Regions from separate parts of the Sus scrofa genome. Here all the other regions are linked to region 1. Evidence: chromatin contacts called from public Hi-C and HiChIP or PLAC-seq data. All regions are on one chromosome and are shown on one strand. Each heading gives the region's core, a stretch centred on a gene start, on an enhancer-like site or on the middle of the called end of the contact. The rest is flanking DNA. Distances are from core to core; before and after follow the strand shown.

Region 1 (2,665 bases), core at 68-2,567:
CTGTTACATGTCTGACAGGAACTAAACGGTGCAAAAACTAGGTTTGAGGAAGGAAGGAAGGATTGAAAATCTAGGGACATATGCTGGAGTTAAAGAAGGAAGTGTTAATCAGTAGAATATCTCAGATACTTTATCTTAAAAAAAAATCCGTATTAGCAAAAAGGAATGGATATATATGTATATAAATACATATAAATGTATATGTGTGATTTACTTTGCTCTATGCCTGAAATTAACAACTTTTAAGTCAAGTATACTCCAATAATTAAAAAAAAAATACTATATTAACAAGAGCAGGGAGGGCCAGGTTTGAGGCATGCGTTTCACTAATTTCTCAGTACTCATAAACAAAACCTCAAGGTGCTGGAGAAATGCTCGAAAATACGGATAGCAAGGATTTGGTTATCAAGTCTACCTGTGAATAATCAATTAAAGTTAGAAGACAAAGCGATTTTCAGGTGTTAGTGTATTTTTGACCCATCCTCTATTACCGGAGGGCGCTTTCCCAGCTCTCTCTGTGCCGTCTGGCTTCGGCTCCGCAGCCCCATCCCCATCCCCCTCCTTTTCTGCGCGGCCAGGACCTAAGAAGCCCCTGCCGGGCCTCGGCCTCGCGCACTCAGCAGGTCCAGGTAAAGGCTGCCCAGCCCGGTGACTCAGACGCGCTGACAGGTGGCCTCGTCTGCCTCCTTGCCGCCCGGGGAGGCGCTCGTCTCCGCTCAAGGTCCGCAGCTGCAGCCCGCGCGCCAGACGTAGCTCGCCGGCTGGCCCCAGAAGTCTGGCGGCTTCCCCAGGGGAGAGCGGCGCAGGAGCAAAGGGCATCCAAGGCCCGACCCAGGAGAGGGGTGAGCTTCCCGGCACTTTTCGCGCTCCTGGGACACGGGCCGCACGGAGCCCGGTGCCTAGGCACGTCCAGCGTTGCATACCGCCCCTCCGCCTCCTCCGCTCTTCGGGTCCGCGAACCCCGGAACCCTTCCACGCCCCTAGCGCTGGTGACCCCAGGACCCTGCCACTCCCGGGCCCCAGTAAGGGCAAGGGGTCACCCGAGTCGGCGAACCACATTCCCAAGGACGAGCAGCCTGTGGCAGCACCGACTCCGCTGCAGCGCCCTCCAAGTCCCCTTCCGCCTGCTCTCCAGCTGCTCCAGCGCCCCAACCCCTCCAGAACTCGCGGGCGGTCGAGGGGAGGAATTCACTTGGACCCCTCCCCTTCTCCAAACTTCTTCCCTCCCCCCGCTGTTCCTCCAACCCTACCCCACTGCGCCATCCGGCTCCTCCCTCTTCGATCCCCTCCCCTTTTCTGGTCCCCGCTAAGGAATCCGCCCCCCACCCTCGCCGCCGGCCGGGTCCGGGGATCCTCCCCCGACTCCCCCAGTGTGCAGCCGCCGCCGCCCGGGTTCCTCTCCCCCCGCTCGGGCGCTCCCTGCCAAGCCCATGATGTAATGGTGTATGTTAATCAGTAGCATGTGGGGAGCTCCGGCTCCGGCGGCTCAGTCCTCCGCCAGCCGACACTGGAGACAGCAGGAGCGGCGGCTGGGACCCGCAGCGCTGCGCTCTCTCAGCGCCGCCCGCTCCGACGGCATGGCCCGCAGCCCGCGCTTCGGGCGTCCCCAACCTCGCTGAGAGTTGCCGCGGTCCCGGACCCGCGCTTGGGGCCCCGAGCCGCCGAGATGAACCGCTCCGAGGTGAGCGCCCTCTCTCATTTGCCCCAGGGAGGGGACCCGCGGGGCCCTAGGTCCTTTTCCCGGGGGACGTGCCCCCTCCGCTCGGGAAGTTCTGGGAGCGGGGAAACCGGATGCTGGGAGTGAGCCGCCCCTCAAGGGTTGGCTGAGTTGCTAGTCCCTCTTCGCCGCCGCCGCCGCCGCCACCCCCGGCGGCCACCCGGACTGGTTTAGGACTGGGGGAGCCCTCGAAACCGAACTTTTCTTCTTGTCAGTCGTTTGGGGGCGTGTGCCAGCGTCGTGGAGCCGCAGTCCCTGCCGAGCCACCCTGCCCACCAGGGGAGGCAGTGCTGTGGGCTCCGGCAGACCCGCGCTCGGCATGCGCTCGTGTCTGTGCCGCCTTCGGCCTGGGACGCGCGGGCGAGGCATTGGGCCGGACAGACCCGCCCGTAGGCGGCGGCAGCGGGGGCAGGATGCCTACAGCACACACACACGTACATACTCACATACACACAGACGCACACGCACGCACTCATTTGATCGTTCAGGGCGAAGTAGGCCCTCGGAGACATCCCGGGTGGGCTGGAGCGGCACGGCGCGGGGGAGCCGGGGCTCCGGCTGAGCCTCCGCCCGCTGGGCTCGGAGCTTTGGGTGGGGAGAGTTTATTTTTGTCTTGAGCTGCTGCCGCGGCCGCTCACGGCCTAAATCCAGAGGGGCGCCTGGCGGTGGAGATGCTGGCTGTTGCTGTAGATGGAGCTGCAGCCGTTCGGCTGCTTCTCCGGGAGGAGGAGGAGGTGGTGGCGAAGGGGAGGGGGGGAGGGGGAATAAGAGGAGGAGGAGGAGGAGGAGGAGGAAGGAACTCTGGCTGCTGCTGCTTCAGCCTCTGCTTTGCATTAGCTCCCACCCCCACCCCCGCGCCCCTTCGCAGCCGCATTGCAAGTTTTCTGCTCGAGGAAGATCTGTTGCTGGTGCGGGCTTTCGCAAGCACAGCCCCCAAGGCCACTCCGG
Region 2 (2,665 bases), core at 71-2,570, 220 kb after region 1:
CCTGCACTGCATTAAAAAAAGAAAAAGAGAGCACTCTCCTTGGGTGACTATTCTAAAGAGGCAAATCCATGTGCAGAAAGAGGCAGCGTTTTTTAGTTAATTTTTTTTTTTTTTAACCAAGTGCCATTAACATTCATCCACCACACCCCTTGGCTAAGCAAGCTTAGGGTTACTTGGGGAATGTGTTAGGATGGACGATCACGTGTGAGCTGGGAAGAACAGGTCAAAGAAGTTGAAGGCCAAAGGCAAGACCATAGGGTTTGTGAAGGTGTTTTCATGGATGCTTAGAGCGTCAATAGAAGAAGGGAAAAAAAGGTATAACACGTCTCGTGGAGAAATGAGAAAGCATTCAGATCTGCTGCAGAACACATATATCCATAAAGACTTGGGTTGTTCAGAAAACAGATTGTGAACACAATCACATTAGCATGAATCCTTTAAAAGGAAGAAGACCTTAAAGTATTTGCAAATCTGAATTTCTATTTATTCCTTCACTGAATATAGAAACAATGGTTATCTGATTATTAGAGATATTATTTTGGATATGTTATTAACTTGCTATGGCTGGTAACCATGATAAAGTCTGTTATTAATAACAACAATTCTTTTTTTTAAAAAAAAAAGAAAAGCTTATTTTTCATTGACTGTGTATAGACTTATCTACTTAGTTGTGTTTTGCTATTAGCATTTTAATTTTTTTTTTAAGTTGAGTGTTCTGATAAATTTTAGGAGCCTGTCCCCACTTTGTTTTGAGTCCTGTGTTGACTGCAGGTATACAGCTCAATCTAAAAATCCTAAAGGCAAAAGAACTTTATTTATAAAACAAACAGTTGCATGCATAAGGCTGTGAAGTCAGATATTTAGTAATAAAGCGGCAGTGCCTTTTTTTGTATTTACCCATTGACCCCTAAATGCAACTGTTTTATATTAAGTAAAGAGTGAAAGTGAAAAAAAGTGAAAGTGAAAAAAAACGCAGAGTAAAATCTATTTCACTACTTGGTTCCCTTTTCTTCCCCTTGTTGTGATTTAAGCAGTGTGTATTTGACATCTCCACACTGTCCCAGAGACAGTGGTGTTCTACAATATTGTTATCATGTATGATGTTTTATTGGTGCTTTTTATTCATAGTGGTTTCTTACCGGAAACAGTAGGAAGACACACATGAACTGTGTACAAGAAATGAAACATTGCTGCTGATATGTTTTGTTTTGTTTTTTCCACATGCTTTTTGAGTTTTTCACTTTTTAAACAAGGGCCAGCAAGCAAAACAGACGCTGCTGGGTCTGCCTGCAGAGGACGGCTGTTTGCACCAAACTCTCCAACCCTGGGTATTGATGTCCCTTTTTGGTACTCGGGATTGGAGCCGCAGCTGGGGCCCCTTCCCTTTCGTCTGAAGAGACACTGAGGGAAACATGGTTTTCTTTTGAGGTGTCGTTGGCTGCCTTTTAGGGACTGGGAGCCTTCTCCCATCTTCTGTTCTTCTGCACCTCTTGTGCAAGTGTGCAGTGCCAGTGCACGGTTTGCAGATGTGCTTCCCCCGCCTGGAACCGGGATCTCTCCGAGAGCCTGGGCTGGGGGCTGAGCTGGGTTGAATGCGCCAGCAGGCAACGAGGAGGGCAGCCTGGGGAGGAGGAGCAGCCCCCATCTCGGTGGCCCTCTGCGCATGTCCCAGGCAGGCGGCCCAGGCTCAGCCTCCGGTGCAGGGAAGCAGCCTACCCAAGGCGCTCGGGCGTGCCTGTTACAAGAAGGCCCTGCGGAAGGATAATTTGCACATGGGGCTGTGATAACACTAATGTTGATGTTTTGTTTCACAAGTCATCAGAGATGTTTGCAAAGTGAGGTTTGTTTTTTTTTTAATTCCTTTATCTTTACTTAAAGGTGAATGTGTATTCCTCTGGGAGGAATAGGAAGAAAACAGGAATGTTAATAATGTCAAGCAGAAGACTTCCTCCCTTATTAATATATAACCCTCATGTATTTATGCCTAATGTAAGCTGACTTTTAAAAAGCTTTCTTTTGTTGCATGCCCCGTGCAGGCATCCCTCTTGTACATGCATGCCTTTCGTCCTGTTTTCCTGTATAAAGTTAGTGAACAAAGAACTATTTTTGCCTAGTTCATGTTGCCAAGCAATGCATATTTTTTAAATTTGTCATATATGGAAATAGCATGTTTGTTACATGTAAAAGCTTTACTGATATACAGATATACTAATGTTTGAAGATGCTGTTCTTTGCAAGTGTACAGTTTTCAAATGTTGTTACCAGTGAAACACCCTTGTGGTTTAAACTTGCTACAATGTATTTATTACTCATTTCCTCCCATGTAACTAAGAATCATGGCTATATTTCATATCAACGTTATATTGAAAGTGAAGGGAAATGATTAATACAAGGTTTTGTAACACTGGTGTGTGTCTTTTTTCCTTTTTGTCAATATGATTGATTCGAAAACAAGAACTGAATCTTAGAAATAAGCCAGCCAGCAAGGATAAGCTTGACATCCATGTAAACTATTCCCACTTGACTGTTCTACCAAATCTGGTCTTCCGACTATGAGCCACGTTTTTTTGCTTCAGTTTGTTTGTCTTTTTAGGGCTGCACCCAAGGCATATGGAGGTTCCCAGGCTAGGGGTACAATCAGAGCCCTAGCCGCTGGCCTACGCCA
Region 3 (2,665 bases), core at 98-2,597, 210 kb after region 1:
AGTTCACTGTGGAATTCTCTTCCCCGCCCCCCACTTCCTTGGAAATGTAGGAATTCTGGGGAGGAAAGAAACATTTTCTGAGATAACTGTACTGATGATGCTCCGCCCCCTCCCCTCTCCACCGCCTCCCCCCACCCCCCGCCACGCAAAACTCTCTTTTTCCCGGGAAATAACTGTTTGGCAGCAGCCCCCTCCCCACCTTCTGGTTAAACTACGTCAGCCCTGTCTCCCAGAGTCTCCACACAGGCTTGGTGCATACCTCCCCTGTGTGACTTGCCCCTGTGCAAGGCAAGTCTGTTCCATCTTGTGGCCATTGGAGGTAAAGCATTTCGATTTAAAAAGCAGTGAATGACTAAAGCTGACTCTTCTTGGAAAGAATGTGCTGGTTCCTGAAACCCTGCTGGCTGCCGTGCTCCCTCCCTGCTGCAGGGGAAGAGTTCTTCGGCGCTGAGGTCATCAGACCAATGGGAGCAGAGTGTCCAAGCCTGATGCCAGGGGTCCCCGGCCACCTCCCTGCGCAGACCCAGGCGAAGCGTGTAACCAGGGTCTTCATGCAGGAAGGGCCTGAGACACCGGGAACGGTCACTGTCCTGGGCCCAAAACGCTTGCCAACATCATCATCTTCATCCTCATATCCCTCGTCTTAGCCTGGCAGTCTGAGCCCCCAATGTGGGGTCTGCTCCTCTATTCGGAGAGGCAATCATGACGGCAGAGACCGAGTCATTCATTCATTCAACCTGCATGTACTGCCAGCAGCCTATCCAAGCATGGGCCCCTCGGGATTGATGAGGACAGATGCCGTCTTTTTTCTTGGGGAGCTTATGCTCAAAGGCCACTTCCTGCAAGTCGGCTGCCCACCCAGACCTGAGAAACAGACTTTGGTCTGATGGAAGGGGCACTGGTGCTGGCGCTGCGCTTTCTTGCTGTGTGGCCTCAGGCTGGGCCCGTGAGGGCTCAGGGCATGTGACACAGCGGAAGAAGGAGATCCCACTGGTGAAACTGGGCTCATATTCCAGCACTGCACCCTAATGGCTGTGTGACCTCTGGAAATTATTAAGCTCTCTGTTTTACTTCAGCTGTAAAAGGGATAGAATGCCTGCTTCCTCGGGTTGTCAGGAGGATTGCAGAATCACCGTAGAGTCCCAGTGCTATTAGTGCTCAGATTAAGCTGTCATTTCAGTCATAGAGCCCTGACCCCCATAGTCCTCATAACTATCAAAATGTGAGCCCACCCCAAGGAGGCACCTAGGGGCTGGGAAGGGCTGAGGATGACTGATGGCCTTGGTTCTTCTCTGCTTGATTTCACAGTCGTGGCTTTGGACAGTCCAACTCACTCCCGACGGCCGGCTCTGTGGGCAGTGGCATGGGCAGACGGAACCCACGCCAGTACCAGATCCCTGCCCGGAATGTCCCTTCCGCCCGCCTTGGCCTCTTGGGCACCAGTGGCTTCGTCAGCTCCACGCAGCGCAACACCGCAGCCAACCCCACCATCATGAAACAAGGAAGACAGGTCTGCTCCTCCCCGGGGAAGAGGGTGGGCCAGCCAGGCTCAGGACATCTCAGCAGATAATGACCCCAAGGCGAGGGGAGTGGCCTGGGGGTGGGACCCTCCACCGAGGACAGTTGTCCCTGTGCCTCAGAGGCTCTTTGCACCATTTCACTGGGGATAAAGCAAGGCCGTGGTGGCACCTGGCTTCCCAGGGATTTCTTTAGGATGCTCTATGACCACCTTAACGGTGGGGGTCCTGCACATGGAGCCTGTAGGAAGAAATGCAAGACCTACGGCTTCTTTCTTTTCTAATCAATTTTTGTTGAAGTATAGTTGATTTACAGTGTTCTGTTAGTTTCAGATGTACAGCAACGTGATTCAGTGTTATATATTCTCTTTCAGATTCTTTTCCCATATAGGTTATTACAAAGTATTGGGTAGAGTTCCCTGTACTACACAGTAGGTCCCTGTCGTTTGTCTATCTTATGAGTAGCAGTGTGTGTATGTTACTCCTAAATTCCTAATTTATCCCTGCCTCACAGACCTAGTTCTTCTTTGCCTTGATCCTTGACCTGTCCCAGCAGATCCCACCACCTTCCAGATTTGGCTTCCAGAAGAGCCTGAGCATTTAAGAAGCTTTCTTAGCCTTTTCATCTGAGGCAAATAAGATCCCAGCTGTGGTAGAGAAGCCACAGGAAGGAGCCTGAGAGAGGCTGTCAGAGGGAGAGTTGAAACATTCCCAGTCCATCAAGGCCAGGCTGCCTAGGGGTTCTTGCTGTGTGGCTTAGAGCTGACCTCTGTCCCCTGGCTCCTCGACCCATTTGTCCCTTCCCCCACCCCACCCAGCACCAGCTTCGTGGGGATCTGCCATTTGGGGCTGGGGTCAGAAGAACACAGGTGGGTCTGAGGTTGTCATGAGAAGCTGAGGGTTGACAGCTTGGTTTAAAAACAGGAAATAGGCAGGATTCACTCCCCCAAGGAAGCAGCACAGGGTAGGAGAAAGCCCCCACGCCCTGACCGCTGCAGGAAGCCCCCACACCCGTCCAAGAGGAAATCACCACTAGGACACCCGCGCCATAAGAAACACACCAGCTGAGTTGTGCCAGCTTGTTGCCAGCTGAGCGTTCTTTTTTCTCCTCCTCGCTTTGTAGTAAATTGTAAGAATCTCAAAAAGAA

Evidence for each region. Hi-C and Micro-C count contacts between places; a contact is called where the count stands out from the background. HiChIP or PLAC-seq counts read pairs in DNA pulled down with a chosen protein or histone mark.
Region 2: a Hi-C map of retroperitoneal adipose tissue shows a contact between it and region 1, with 2.4 times the contacts expected there. The contact joins the enhancer-like site here to the promoter of SAMD4A in region 1. A contact is called at or near these places in 2 of 5 promoter capture datasets (liver and skeletal muscle), 25 of 47 Hi-C or Micro-C datasets (adipose tissue, alveolar macrophages, brain and 15 more) and 2 of 2 datasets of contacts at active chromatin or transcription factors (alveolar macrophages and skeletal muscle).
Region 3: an H3K27ac HiChIP or PLAC-seq map of skeletal muscle shows a contact between it and region 1. The contact joins the enhancer-like site here to the promoter of SAMD4A in region 1. A contact is called at or near these places in 5 of 5 promoter capture datasets (fetal liver, fetal skeletal muscle, liver and 1 more), 22 of 47 Hi-C or Micro-C datasets (alveolar macrophages, brain, embryonic fibroblasts and 13 more) and 2 of 2 datasets of contacts at active chromatin or transcription factors (alveolar macrophages and skeletal muscle).

Annotation. Positions count from the first base shown.
Region 1 is chr1:183,914,020-183,916,684 of Sscrofa11.1, forward strand. It overlaps SAMD4A (protein Smaug homolog 1), which reads left to right and starts at 1,318. Exons shown (of 13, transcript XM_021102232.1): 1 at 1,318-1,681.
Region 2 is chr1:184,137,716-184,140,380 of Sscrofa11.1, forward strand. It overlaps SAMD4A (protein Smaug homolog 1), which reads left to right. Exons shown (of 13, transcript XM_021102232.1): 13 at 1-2,407. Among named protein-coding and RNA genes, the nearest start is that of GCH1, 130 kb to the right of the region's middle. Within about 2 kb of position 1,321, at least 35 of the 83 cell types and tissues checked have an H3K27ac peak or open chromatin away from gene starts, as enhancers often do. A contact at or near this core is called in adipose tissue, brain, fetal liver and 4 more, where this site is marked.
Region 3 is chr1:184,119,879-184,122,543 of Sscrofa11.1, forward strand. It overlaps SAMD4A (protein Smaug homolog 1), which reads left to right. Exons shown (of 13, transcript XM_021102232.1): 10 at 1,309-1,510. Among named protein-coding and RNA genes, the nearest start is that of GCH1, 140 kb to the right of the region's middle. Within about 2 kb of position 1,348, at least 30 of the 83 cell types and tissues checked have an H3K27ac peak or open chromatin away from gene starts, as enhancers often do. A contact at or near this core is called in embryonic fibroblasts, fetal skeletal muscle, omental adipose tissue and 2 more, where this site is marked.